Linked DNA regions of Sus scrofa: all the other regions are linked to region 2. Evidence: chromatin contacts called from public Hi-C and HiChIP or PLAC-seq data. All regions are on one chromosome and are shown on one strand. The core of a region is the stretch at or near the end of the contact, and the rest is flanking DNA. Distances in the headings are between cores, read along the strand shown.

Region 1 (4,184 bases), core at 418-2,917, 140 kb after region 2:
TTCCAAGAGGAGCTGCACTTGTCTGTCCCCACGCCACCCCCTTTCTGTCTTTCTTCACCCTTTACAAAAGGCAGAACAGGGTGAGCCAGTAAATTGAGGCTCCCTAGTGGTGGAGGCAGGTCCCCCTCAGGTCCTGCTGTACCTTTACGTCTCTTCTGATGTTGAGAGCGTGTCTCCCTGTGACTGCAGAGGGATCTGTGTTCAGTGCAGCAATTTGTACTCCTTTGCTTTACCTGCTTTCAGATGAGGCGATTCTGATCCAGAAACAGATGTATCCATGCCCACAGATTTCAAATGTGTTGTCTAGGTGTTAATTTTAATTTGTTCATTCATCCTAATTTGATCTCTACATGTCTTTGCTTCTTCCCAGATAAAAGTTAGAGCTGTGTGTCCTGGAGGTGACTGAAAGTTGTTGGATTTGAGCATCGGCCTTGTATCACCACGTCCTGGCTCCAGTGTGGACACAGAGAGTGTGGCCCTGAGGTTGCCATGCCCAGGGTGCCCAAGCAGGACTGGTTCTTCACAGTCTGGCAGCTGCTCTCGCCTGTCAGTGAGGGGACGTTCGTTCTCGTTCTCTCACTCTGCTCTCCTCACTCTCGGAAATTCATTTTGATTCAGAACAAAAACCAAATGTATAGAGCTTTGGGTGTAGAATATGAAATTTTACTTAGACTTAAGAAAAAGAGAAAATCAGATGTATTTATTTGACTTCATTCCGTATTTGAAAGCACATTTTAATTTTTATTTTGCCATGTTTTGTTTTAGTTGAGTAGTGAGAGTTTTCGCCCTTTGTATTTAGTACACCCAAGGATCGATTGCTCCTGAAGCAGAGAGTTCAGGGTAGGGTATTGGAGGTGGGGTAGAGAGGTGACGAGGAGGAGGGGGTAAGCGGGGAAGGAGGAATGTCTGGCCTTCGCTGTACTGTATCCCATGCCCTCTGCTGTCCAGTAGGCTGCTTCTCCGAGGGTCACCTCAAAAGTGTAGTCTGCTTGGCTCCTAAGTGCAGAGGCCTTGAGCTCTGTGCTCCCAGGCAGCGCTTCCTCCCACCCGAGGCAAGCACCTTTTCTCTGTAGCTGGGACCCACTCCCAATTACAGGACTCCTCAATGTACTCAATAGCAGTCACTTGAAAATGGGTATGTTTTTTTCCATTGTCTCCTTTTCTGGTGAGGGTTGGGATTTGGGAGGGAGAGGAAAGCAAATTTTATTTTCTTGACTATAAATTGGTTATTCTTGGTATTGTCTCATTTTTATAATTATACCTTAGACTTTGGCACTTGTGTAAATTTTCCCTGCGCATTGAGCAGGAAGTAAAAACAAACAAACAGATGCTTCAGATGGTGGTGGTGGTGGCCGAGGAAGGGTGGGATGGGAGCGGGCAAGAGTTTGGGAAGGTAGGTAACTGAATCACTACTGAGTTGAACAATGGCTTTCATTAGCCACGGGTACTGCTGATTATAAGGCCAGTAAAATTTTAGTACCTGAAGGTTTGACTCTTAATTTTTGCACTGATGGTGCCAAAGGGCTCTTTGACTTAAACAGAGAGCCAAGAGTGGAGTGGAGAAAGATGTGGTGGAGAGGCAAGCTGCTCAAACCAGCTCTGGAAGCACTTCCTCTGACTTCACTGCTGGAACTTTTTCCACACTGGTGCATGACTGACCTTAAAAATTGCAGACCAGAACATACACTGGATACTGCAGGCAAGGCGTTGGCAACTGCCTGCTCTAGAATGAATAGTAGTGGCAGCACCCTCCAGAGGAGAAATGTTTCAGAACTGTAACTTGAGAACTCCTTCAGTTCTATTGGCTTTTCTGTGGTTTTCTTCGTGCATCAGGTATATGTTTTCAAATATTTTTGCCAATTAAAATGAAATCATTTGTCAAATATTAAAATTCTGTTAATATGCAAGGAGTTCATCCACTGCTCATACCTTTCAGTAGTGTCCTCTGAACTCTGTGGGTAGTTAGGATATAATTTTACTCTTCCCTACCATTCCCCCCTCCACCCAAATATATATATACATATACATTTCCCCCCTCATCACAGGGTTCTCAACTACTTTTATAAGCACCACTACAACTTAACAAGCTCAACAAGTTCGTCTATGTCCAGATTCCTGTTTCTGTTTTTCCAAAACTGATCTATGTTTTTAAATAGACCAACTTGGATCGTTGGACCTCATCTATAAATTAGAATTTTATTTTGAGTTGTAGCCCAAGGATAAATTAAATCAAAATGGGATTAAAATTTTAGAAGCAGAAGCTAATATATAAATTAAGCTTGGAACTTGAACTTTCTGTATCTCTTATGAGAAGCAAGTAGAAACCAAATGGTTACATTGTGCTGCTGGAAATAATGTAGTCACTTCCAAGGAAAAGGGTTACACCTGTAGTTCCTAGACACTAATACCATCAGTGGGTAATTAATCAGGAGAAAGGTAAATACAAATAGAACTTTCATCCTAGCCTCAGACAGTACAAGGTAGTTGCGTAATTCTCTTAACACTCATTCATTTAAGAAGCTTTGTAGGTTCGCAGGGTTTGGGTTTCTCTTCTAGCTCAGCCAGGCTCTTGTCCTTAGCAACTCTTTGCTTTGCTTTTCTTGAAGTTTAACCCTTCCTTGGAACAAAAACAGGGATAACTGGAAACATATATTGACCATAGCTCTAGTACTTCCAAATAAATCTGTATCTAGATTTTCAAATGAAGTCTTACTTCTGAGACGATTCCATGATTTTGAGGGTTCGTTTTATCTTACCAGCCTAACTTCTTCCCTCCTCCTTCCCAGCCTAGCCTCCCACACTCTCCGTTTTGTTAGGCCATTCTCATCACACCCGTTTTACTTTGATTACTATATCTGCCATTCAGGATGATGGAATTAGATGTTCACCCTGTCTTTGAGTAAGACTGGTTGCCATCAAAGCAATTTTCTCAAAGTTCCTTGACCAGAAGTTGGAATCTACTTCCATATAAAAAGATCCAAGGGCAGTGGGCAGAGCAGCCTTGGCAGAGCAGGAAGAGCAGGAGCACTGGGTTTTGGTGACCTGCTGTGACCCCATGCTCTCTCCTGTGGGACTAATGGCTCCTTTGCCATCAAGTGGCAAATTTCGTTTGGAGCGTCTCCGTCATTTTCAGACAACAGAGTTAATCAAGGCAAATCAACAAACCCCCAAAGTGCTGTAATTTAAAATCATGATGACTGCCCTAGAAGCCATATATTTTACATACTTTAAAATCAGCTAACTTGGGAGTTCCTGCTGGGGCACAGTGGGTTAAAGATCCAGCTTGTCTCTGTAGAGGTTTGATCCCCGGCCAGGCAAAGTGGGTTAAGGATCCAGCACTGCTGCAACAGTGGTGCAAGTCACAGCTCTGGCTCAGATTTGATCCCTGGACCGGGAATTTCCATGTGCCACAGGGGCAGTTGAACAAGGGAAAAAAAAAATGAGCTAACTTGGACTACTTGAGTTATCTTGGCTTTATCTAGGGCCTAAACTTTTACTATATTATGCTGTGCAGGTGGCATATTTTATAAGTTTCTTGGCTTTCTTTTATTTAAAGCAACTATTAAGATGATTCCCTCTAAAAAAGTTTTTTTGTTAATTTGTTTTTGAAGGAGTGTGGGGAGCTAATGTGATCGTAGAGAAGAGAAGTCCTTTTTTTTCCTTATTTTGAAGCTTAAGAAAACATGCTTCCTGTGAGGTGTCTTTTACTCATGCGCATTTTTTTTTCTTTTTATTATTGGTAAATTTGGTGTATTACCTGAAGCTTCTATATTTCAAACTAGAAGCTGTCTTCTTTGAAGTTGGTATATGATGTTATTTTGAGCTACTAGAGCTTTGGTCAGTATTTCCTCCCTGTATGTCACAGAGGACACCATCCAGAGAACTATGTACAGAGGACCTCAAAATAAAAAATTACCAGGACTGTTTAGACATCTTTCTGCTGGCTAGGTTTTTCTTCCCTGTTATTACAATTTTTGTTTTATAAATTATGCCTTTTTTTTTTTTTCTGACTTTCCCACCCCTTTTCAAAGTGATCTGCAAAATTGTTCTTTCCTCAAGAAAAGAATTCCTTTTGCCTCATTCTTCCCCACTGGTATTGATGGTTTTGAAAATAAATTGGTAGGAAAAAAAAATGTACCTCCTAGAAGGAAGCCACCTGTCCGCCATGTCCAGGTACCAATGGC
Region 2 (4,328 bases), core at 1,271-3,770:
CTCTGGACAGTATATTATGACAAGGCCTGTTTGGGGAGGAAACAATATTTCTTAGTGCAACAGTCTCTCATCTTACCTAGGAAAAGCAAGAATCTGCACCTGCCAGATCATTTGGGCAGATGACTTGTTTGCTCTTTAAACCCTGTTGTCAATAAAGGAAATACCCTGTTGTGTATCATATAGAGACAGAGGTGGTGTTTTATTAATTCAGGTCTTTAATCTAGGGCTTTTATGAAAAAAAAAGTGTTATTTGTTTGTTTGTGGTTTATTTATTCATTCAATTGTGTTACTGAGGCCAGTGGTGACCAAGTAGCTCAGTTGATGAGCAGAGGTATGGGGCTGCTGAGGTCCAGACTGGAGGTCAGTAGGAAGTGTCAGCCCATTCGATGGTCACTTGTAATCCTAGCCTAATGAGTGGTTTTGAAAGTGGATGTCATTGTCCAGGCACGACTGAGTGGTTGGAACCACATGAGGTCATCATTGCCCTGGGAAAAGCAGCTTTAAAGACATGCTAACTATAGGTCTTTTAAAATGACTGTCATTTGGTTAAGGAGATTTGCTGGACATGAGCATAATCTGGCAATAACATCTCCATCTCTTTTTTCTTTTTTTTTTTTTCCCCTATGATCAGTATCCCTGAAATACTGGTTAGCTTCTTTCCAACAAAACTGTGGTCAAAGGAGAATGCTGGGCAATGCTGATTTTAGCAAAAGCTTAGTTTAAAAAAAGAAAAAAAAAAAAGTGGCTTGGTGCAAAAAAAAGAAAAAGAAAAAGCTAGCTCTTGAGTTTTGGAACAGTGCAAAATCTGTCCCATACCACGCAAATGAATAGACTTAATCTGGTACCAGCTCTTTTCTCCTTATGCCTCAGAAGTGAAGGGATTGCAGATCTTGCTCTTTTGGGGAGAAGGAGCACCCCTTATTCCAGCTTGTCCTGATCCTGTAGCTGATAACTCTGAAGGAGCCTCGCTGAGAGAAAAATGTGACATGAAGGTGACTTGGCAGTTAAAATGCAGCATTTTTACATGGCAGGTAAATGAAGAGTTAATCAACATGTGGTATGGTCGCACAAATGAAGGACTTATTTGCATTTAGATTACTATGTAATAATAATACTGCTCAAAAAGAATTTATATTTCAATAAGATTTGTACTAAATTTTATAAAAATAAACAACTTTTTATCAACCCGGAGTCTGGCTTTATATCGTTGTGGTTGTATTTCTGCCAGGGAGTTAAAAAAGAAAAAAAAAAAGGTGTTTGGCCTACAGAAATGTTGACCCATATTTATACTTATCGGTGAAATACCTTTTTGCTGCTCTTATCATCCACCATTCCTAACACTGTTCACTTTTTGAGGCAACCATCCACATTCAGAAAATACTTTGCCAAAGAATGGTGGGGGTGGGGACTTAATTTCTTTTTTATTTTGCCCACCTGTTTGAGCAGCTGCCTTGAACATGATGATGTCCAGTTGGGTTCATGAAGACAGGGTATTTGGCCTTCTTCAGACTGTGCTCCCATACCTGAAATGGTGTTAGACATGTAGTAGGAATTGAGCAGGCAGGTTGAAAGCATGGATGAGGATATGAGGATTTGGTTTGGAATGAACCCCTTTGGAAAACCTCCTCAAAGAGCATGCGCAGGAGATAGTGTCACCAGTCATTTTTCTAGGTAAAGGACTAATGTTCCTTTGGAGTGCATTCTGCCTAAATTGTCATGACTCTTCTGAAGGTATTCTGATGCAGGGACTTCAGAACAGTCCAGAGCTACCAACAGCTGTAAAGAAGCGTTTGGACATATTTTTACTCTTAGAGCTTTGTCCGAGAATATAGATTTTCATCACTACAAAAAATAGCTCTGGAATGAATAACCACTGGCTTAATTAAATCCTTTGCTTACCATCTTCTGAAGCTTTCCCACAGCAAATGCCCTCCTTGCTCACAGCTAGAACTTTGGGTCTGTTTAAGTTTGGAAAGATTATGAAAGCAGCCTGCCAAGAGGTTTTGTATGCAAGGAAGAGAAGGTGAATTAGGAAACTTTCCCAGTTTGTTTTTATCCCTGAAGCTCGTGTAGTGAGGCATTCTTGAAGGGAAGAGGGAGCTCATTTTTAAAATGCATGATTTGATGAGTCATTGGGTCCAATTAATTTGACACCCACACTGTAAAATGATTAGAGTAGGGCAAAAAAACCTTTTTTTAGAATGTCTAAAAAAGATAAAAGTTTGGGGGAAAGGTTTGCATTTTGGTCATTGTATATAGACTGATGGAGCCCTTTCCAATTACATATAGAAAATAAGCAATTTAATTAAGAGTTTTCAGAATAGAATTATCATGTTAGGGTACACCAGCAGGTGGCAATGTGTCCTGGTCTGATCATTAGGAAAGTGGCTTGGGACCCTAATCTGCTTCTATTCTTTCCCAAAATAAACATTACAAAATTAGCTGGCTGTGCCCTGAACTTAAAAACAAAACAGTAAAGAGTCATCTTTGGCCTCTGTTTATCGTTTTCTTTTCCTTTTTTTTTTTTTTAACCCGGTTCTAACGTCAGCCTTAGCTCATGCATCTATTCAGGGATAATGATCCTTTCATGCACTCTTTTGGATTGACTTTTAGCAACAGCGTTTTTAAGAGGTAATTCTTTCCCCTCTCCACATCCACTGTTTATTAGATGTGCTTTGGCACTTGATTTCCACAAAAAAGGTTGAAGACCTTGACGCAACAATACAGCTTTGAACTCAAAGCTGAAAACAGATGGATAAAGAGACAGCCACTTCAAATGTTTACAGGCCGAATTGAAGAAATATATTGTACATGGTACTTGAATTGCTACAATCCCAAATTATGCAATCATAAAGTAGATGGATATCTAAGTTTATCTACCCAGCTGGGGAAAAAAATAAAAATATTTGGGAACTCTTCAAAGAGAACTGTAAAGCTATTTACTGGATAAATATACTTTGTTTTTTGCTCCCATTTCTTTCCACAACAAGCTTGTTAAGTCGCTGTGGAAAGCACCATGCTTGCTCAATTTGGCAAATAATAACATTTCATTTTGCCAAGGCAGGAGCAGCAGCCTAAAAGCAACACTATACGAAGAAATCCTGGCTCCAGTTCCCAAACTCTGTCGTCTCTCCAGTCCCATACACTTTCGTCCTCCAACCCTCCGTGGGCAGCCAAGACTTGTGCGCGGCGGTCCCTATCCTGGGAGGAGGCCAGCAGGTGCCCCAGGTGAGCGCCCAAGGCCAAAACTTCTCTGTGCTGGGGTTTGTTTCACAAACGATGGAACGGTGTCCGTGCATCCGGACACGAGTTCGCTTCCATCGGCCCAAAGCAGTCTATAGGGTTCTCCGAAAAAAAGAACAAGTATGCTCCCTTTAAAGACTACAAGTTTCCAGGACGAGAGGGTGGGTAATTTCTAAAGAGCTTCTTCTCAATTCCTCTGGATTAGGGACGTGCTCTTTGGCGGTCCCTGGCGAAAACTAGACTACGAAGTACAGATATCCGGCACTCGCGCGTTCCTGGGGACGGCAGTGGGTTGGCGAGTGGGAGTCCCGGGACCAGACCGTCCCCACCTCCCTCCGCTCCGCCGAACTACTTTTTCGTTCCCCCCAACAAGACGCTGGCGGAGGCGTCCGCGCGGGTTGACGCGCAACCGCGGTCGGCAAGCGGGGGCGGCGCGGGCGGCCCCGCGCACCGCGGAGGGATCCCGGGTGAGGCGGCTTCCCGAAGTCAGAGGGGAGGAGGCCAAAAAAGTCGGCGGGGGAGGGGAAGAGTGAGCTCGCTCGCGCTGGACGCTGCCGGGGCCGGGAAGACAGAACCGGAACCGGAACCCGTGCGCGCGCCCGCGGCTGTCGGGCGGCCCCCCACCATCGGCGGCCTCCTCCACCCGCCGCGCGCGCCCCCGTGAGGGCCCCACAACCCGGCGAGCCGGCTCTGCGCTCCGAGTCGCCGCCGTCGCCGCCGCCGGCCTCCGGAGCCGGTACTTCCAGGCCGGGCCGGACGGGAACCTCCGCCCCTCGCGGGAACCGCCGCCTACCGGCGCGTCGGGGAGGAGCCGCTGCTGCCGCCGCCTGTGCTGACCGCGGAAGAGTCGGGGCCTCCGAGGGATGGGTAGCAGCCCGCGGCGCTGAGAAATCAGGTTCCTGTCACCTCCGGCTGCGGGATCCCCTCCCCCGGCTCCCGCACTCGTCCCGGGGCCCGGAGCCTGGTGGGGGCGGCGACGAGGACGAGAGGGGTTCCCCGGCCCGGGGCCATGGAGCCGCGCGCGCCTGGCGCGGGGCGGCCCGAGACGCGGCCGAGACTGTGGCCACGAGCGGCCGGCAGCCCCA
Region 3 (4,444 bases), core at 498-2,997, 170 kb after region 2:
GAAAATGAAGCATTGTGCAGAGATGGAATTTTTCTTCTCAAACACTTCAGCCTCTATGGTCTTGCTGATCTTGCATCCTTCCAGCAAAACAGGTCCAGGATCCAGGCTCAGCATTTCAGAGTTTGAAGTAACATTAGAGATTATTCAGTCTGTGTCCCTCATGGTTAGAGACGTGGACAGTAAGCAGAGGGATGGGAAGTCGCTTCCCAGGGGTGCCCCTCACTTCTCCTGTGTGCTGTCTGCCTGGCCCATGCTGCTGTTTGCCACTTTCCCAATGAGGTCCCATGGGAGGGACTAGAGCTGGAATGAGGAATAGTTCTGTGCAGCCTCTTTGTCCCAGCCTGTGGCTGGCTTATGGGGCTCCTTACACTTTAGCAGGCTCCCTCATCTGTGGAAGGGGGTGTCACCTTCACACCTACCTTGCAAAGTCAATGTGAAGGTTGTTGGAAATCATGCTTGTGTAAGTGCTCGTGGTTTTGGCACACAGTAGGTATTACGGGAGGCTTGCTCTAGCCAGTACTCAGCCAGCCCAGGGTGTGAAGCTGGGGATGGGAAACCAGGACTCCTGTGACCCACATTCCTCCCGACAGTCTGCGTGGCAGAGGAGTGGGGAGAGCAGGGTGGTTAGCCCTTTCTGGGGAACGCGGTGTCATGGAATATTCTCTAGTCCAGGTAACATCCTTTCATGCCCAAGGCCCAACCGAACATGTCTGAGAATGAACTCTTTACTGAGAATTTGATTAGGTTGTGGGTGGGCAGGTGCGAGTGGAGCCGAGCCTGTTGAAGATGGGAGGGCCCTGTGATCAGTGTATCGTTTGCCCAAGACAGAGACCACCTGGGTGGGAAAGGCAGGATCATGGCTAAGGAGGTCACGAGTCCCGAGATCTCCTTCCTCAGGAGCCTCCCCCCCTCCCCCCGCATTCCTCGGCTCCTCATTAGGGCAATTGTGATGCAGTTAAAATGGGCCATGACCTCGTCCACCTGGAGCTTGGACTCCTGGCTGAACCCTACCCCTCTCCCAGCCTCGGGGTCCTCACCTGTGACATGAGAATGACAGCTCCTCCAAAGATGTTCGTATTGATAAAATAGTGCCCTGGAACCACTAAATGCAAGTTGTCTCTCTCTAGTGTCTCCTGGAACAATTTGGTCTTTTCTCTCCCTGAGACCTCTGGCTCGCTCTCCATCCTCGCCACCACTAAGGCCGCAGTCTCCAGTACCCGGTACGCTCGTCCCTCGCGCTGTTCCCCAAGGTCCCACCAGGAGGCGCCCTTTGCCCGCCGAAGCGGGCCGGGCTCGAACTCCTCGGGGCCGGGGTGGGCGCCCCTTTGCGCAGGGCGGTGCAGGGTGCGGGCTGCGCCTGGGTCCCCCGGAGGACGATCCACCAGAGCGCCCGCACCTCGTCCTCAAGCTTCTCGGCCGCGCGCGCCCCTCGCGCTCCTGCCCCGCACCGCAGCCCCAGCCTCGCGCCTCCCGCTCGGCCTCGGCCCCCCGGGGCGGCGGCAAGTTTGCCCCCAGCCGCTCGGCCCCGCGGCCGCTGCGCTCCTCCCACGCCTAGGCCCCGGGGTGCACCAGGCGAGGAGGCAAGCGGGAGGCGAGGGCGTGCGGGCCGCCCGGCGCTCGGGCCCCGAAGGGGCGCCCCCCCAGTCGGCGTGCGCGGGCCGCTGCAGTTCCCGCGCTGCCCGCCGGGCGGCGCTCCGCGCCTCGGCCGCGCTCCTCCCGCGCTGCCCGCTCGCCGCTCGCTCGCCGCCGGACACAGACTCTGCCTTCAGCTGCCGGCGGATCGCGCTGGAGCCGCCGCGGCTGCTGCGGAAGAGGAAAAAAAAGGAAAACAACAGCCCGGCGGCCGGCGGAACAACGCCCGGCCCCAGCTCAGCCCCCGGAGTGCGGAGCCGCCCAGGTAAGGGCAGGGCCCGCCGCGGCGCCCCCGGCCCGCACCAGCGCTGCCCCCGCACCCCTCGCGTCCCATCCGCGCGGCGCCCGGCGCACGTCCCCTCCCGCGCCCGGATCCCCTACTTCTGACGTTCCTGCCTCTTCTTCCCTCCGGGGCCGCGGCCCCGCACCCTTCCTCCGCCCCCGCCCCCACCCCCTCCCCTGCGCCCTTCCTCCTCTCTCCCGCCTTCAGCCAGCCCGTCCCCTGCACTCCGGTCCCTGCGTCTCTCGATCGGGCCCCGAACCCCCATCGCTCTGCGCCGGTAGTTCCTCCAGTCTCCATCCCCATCTCCCTCCCTCCGCATCCCTTTCCCGGGCTCGCGTCCTCCCGCTCTGGTCCTCCCCCAGCCCCCGTAAACTCCCAGCCCTGCCTCTGCCCCCTGCAGGGCTGACGGCCCCTTCCCCACCCTGGCGCTTCTCCCTCCACACCTCGTCACCCTCCGCTTCTCCCGTCGCCGCGGTCCCCGGCTACAGTGCTCCATCCCAGCTCAGCCCCGGAGCCCACGGAGCCCCCTCCCCCTTTCCTCGCTGCCATCTGCCTCGACTGCCCCTGGCCCCTGCCCTGGACTCGGGCCACCACCACACCCCCCACCCTACACGTCGTCTCGCTTTGGGGGAACAGCGTCCTATCAGAAATGGACGAATGAGGCTGCCACCCATCCCACCCTAGTTCACCCGAGTGGGAAGTGAGGGAGAAACTCCAGAGACCTGCATTTGGGCGTGTGATGGGGGAGGGGGCTGGGGAGCAGCGGGGGGAGGGGAGCTGACTGAGATTCTCTCCAGTGAGGACCGGCCCAGCGAGCCGGGAGCCGCTCCGACCTGGCCGGGGTGGAGGGCCAGCTTGCGACAGCTGGGACAGGGGTTTCAAGGCGCCGAGAGCACCTGTGCCTCTTTCGCTGGCCTCCTTGAGCTGAAGAAAGTGAGAGGGGAGGAGCTGGGGCCGGGGGAGAGTTGGCGAAGACCTTTGGGGTGGAGGAGGCCGCGATGGGGGAGGCCCTGGGCCCTCTGGCCCGCGCGCCTGGCAGTGGCGGGGCAATGCGGCCGAGCTTTTCCTCCGCCGGACCTTCGGCTGCACAGCTCTTGGCATCTCTACTTTATGCTGCCATCTTCCTCCTGGTGCTGTTGTCTGGTGATGCCACGAGGTGCCACCTCCCTGCCTCCCTCCAGTGGCTCTTCTGGGCATGTCTCCCAAGGGCCTGGGTTGTCTGGGAAGAAGAGGGGCCCTCTGGGCTTGCTGGGCGCCGGTGCCAGGCAGTGGGCACCAGGCAAGACCAGACCAAGAGGTCCCAAGGACTGGGTGTGAGCCTTGAGCCCTGCCAGGAACAAAGAGAACTACCTTCACCTAAGCTCCCTATGGATCAGCTGGGTGACAATGACGCTTCCAGGAGCACCTGCTAAGGGTGGACGTGATATCCTCTGGATGGAGGCTCTCTGGGTTGGTAGTGGGCACCTGAGGGAGGAAGCTGGTCCTGCTTCCTTGCTTCCCTGTCCATGTGTGTAATGGGGGGGAGGGACCTGGAGAGGTCAGCTGAGCGCCAGTCCTTAAACCCCTCCTCCCAGGAAGCCCTGGGAACTCCACTGGGCATCATCAGGCCCATCGTATTTGCTGAAGCTGCAGCTCATGCCTCATCATTAATCAGGTTTATTATTTTCCTCACTGGCTGGATGTGTTTCTCAAGGTCGCGACCCTTTGGAGAGTTAATCTAATATGCACACATTACAGTGTCTGGGTTTGTTTAATTTCCCATATTTTGTTCAATTCTTGCGGAGGGAGCCTTCCATGGAGCTGTGGCCCGGGCTTGCCCACCGACCTCCTGTCTGCCTCACCAGCTCCATCCATGTCTTCCTCGGGACCTGCCAGCCAGGACCGGAGAGATGAGGCTGTCCCTGGAGCTCTTGGGGGTGCCTGGTGGAGAAGCGGCAGGGCTTTGTGGAGGGGGTAGCGAAGGGGTTCTGGTTTTCTGTGTTCTCCCTGTCCCCCGCCTCCCTGGGCATCTTGATCACTGGCTGGCATTTTCCCCAGCACCGAAAGCACTGGGTCGGCTTTGTGGTCTGGCTCCCAGGTGTGGTTTTCCCTGAGGCTGGAGAGGGAACTTTGCTGGGAGAGAGAAGTGGACTCTCGAGGGAGAAGGGCCCAGCTGCTGGGACGCAGTCCCTCCTGGACGGTGGGCTCAGCTGCCCCCGATGTGGGTCTCAGCCCAGCCGAGATGGAAGGAAGGAAGGAAGAAGGGCAGGATGACCTGTCCTGGGTGATGAGGAGAAACTGCTCAGAAAACAGGAGGGGCAGCGAGTAGGAAGCCAGTGGCTGCGTGTCTGGTTGCGGGTGGGCAGCGCCAGAGAAAGTGTGTGGGAAGAAAACATCTCTTGTTGCTTCTGCAGTACGAATCCCACATGTGGGGATTGAGTTCCACAGTTTTCCAAATGCTTTTTAGAAAAACTACCTCATTTGATCTGAACCAGACCTGAGTTACGTCTGTGCCTCTGCCCTGCAGCCCCGTGTTATTGATCCCCCGGG

Evidence for each region. Hi-C and Micro-C count contacts between places; a contact is called where the count stands out from the background. HiChIP or PLAC-seq counts read pairs in DNA pulled down with a chosen protein or histone mark.
Region 1: an H3K27ac HiChIP or PLAC-seq map of skeletal muscle shows a contact between it and region 2, with 3 times the contacts expected there. The contact joins the enhancer-like site here to the promoter of ARHGEF12 in region 2. A contact is called at or near these places in 2 of 5 promoter capture datasets (fetal liver and liver), 5 of 47 Hi-C or Micro-C datasets (embryonic fibroblasts, liver, skeletal muscle and 1 more) and 1 of 2 datasets of contacts at active chromatin or transcription factors (skeletal muscle).
Region 3: a contact with region 2 is called in a Hi-C map of liver, with 4 times the contacts expected there. The contact joins the promoter of GRIK4 here to the promoter of ARHGEF12 in region 2. A contact is called at or near these places in 2 of 5 promoter capture datasets (fetal liver and liver), 6 of 47 Hi-C or Micro-C datasets (heart right ventricle, liver and skeletal muscle) and 1 of 2 datasets of contacts at active chromatin or transcription factors (skeletal muscle).

What each region holds. Positions count from the first base shown.
Region 1 is chr9:47,616,459-47,620,642 of Sscrofa11.1, forward strand. It overlaps ARHGEF12 (rho guanine nucleotide exchange factor 12), which reads left to right. Exons shown (of 40, transcript XM_021062986.1): 40 at 371-4,184. The coding sequence ends at 381. Among named protein-coding and RNA genes, the nearest start is that of GRIK4, 21 kb to the right of the region's middle. Within about 2 kb of position 1,668, at least 1 of the 83 cell types and tissues checked has an H3K27ac peak or open chromatin away from gene starts, as enhancers often do. A contact at or near this core is called in skeletal muscle, where this site is marked.
Region 2 is chr9:47,472,046-47,476,373 of Sscrofa11.1, forward strand. ARHGEF12 (rho guanine nucleotide exchange factor 12) reads left to right here and starts at 2,521. Exons shown (of 40, transcript XM_021062986.1): 1 at 2,521-3,228. TMEM136 (transmembrane protein 136) reads left to right here. Exons shown (of 3, transcript XM_021062988.1): 3 at 1-774.
Region 3 is chr9:47,638,240-47,642,683 of Sscrofa11.1, forward strand. It overlaps GRIK4 (glutamate receptor ionotropic, kainate 4), which reads left to right and starts at 1,748. Exons shown (of 19, transcript XM_021062992.1): 1 at 1,748-1,897.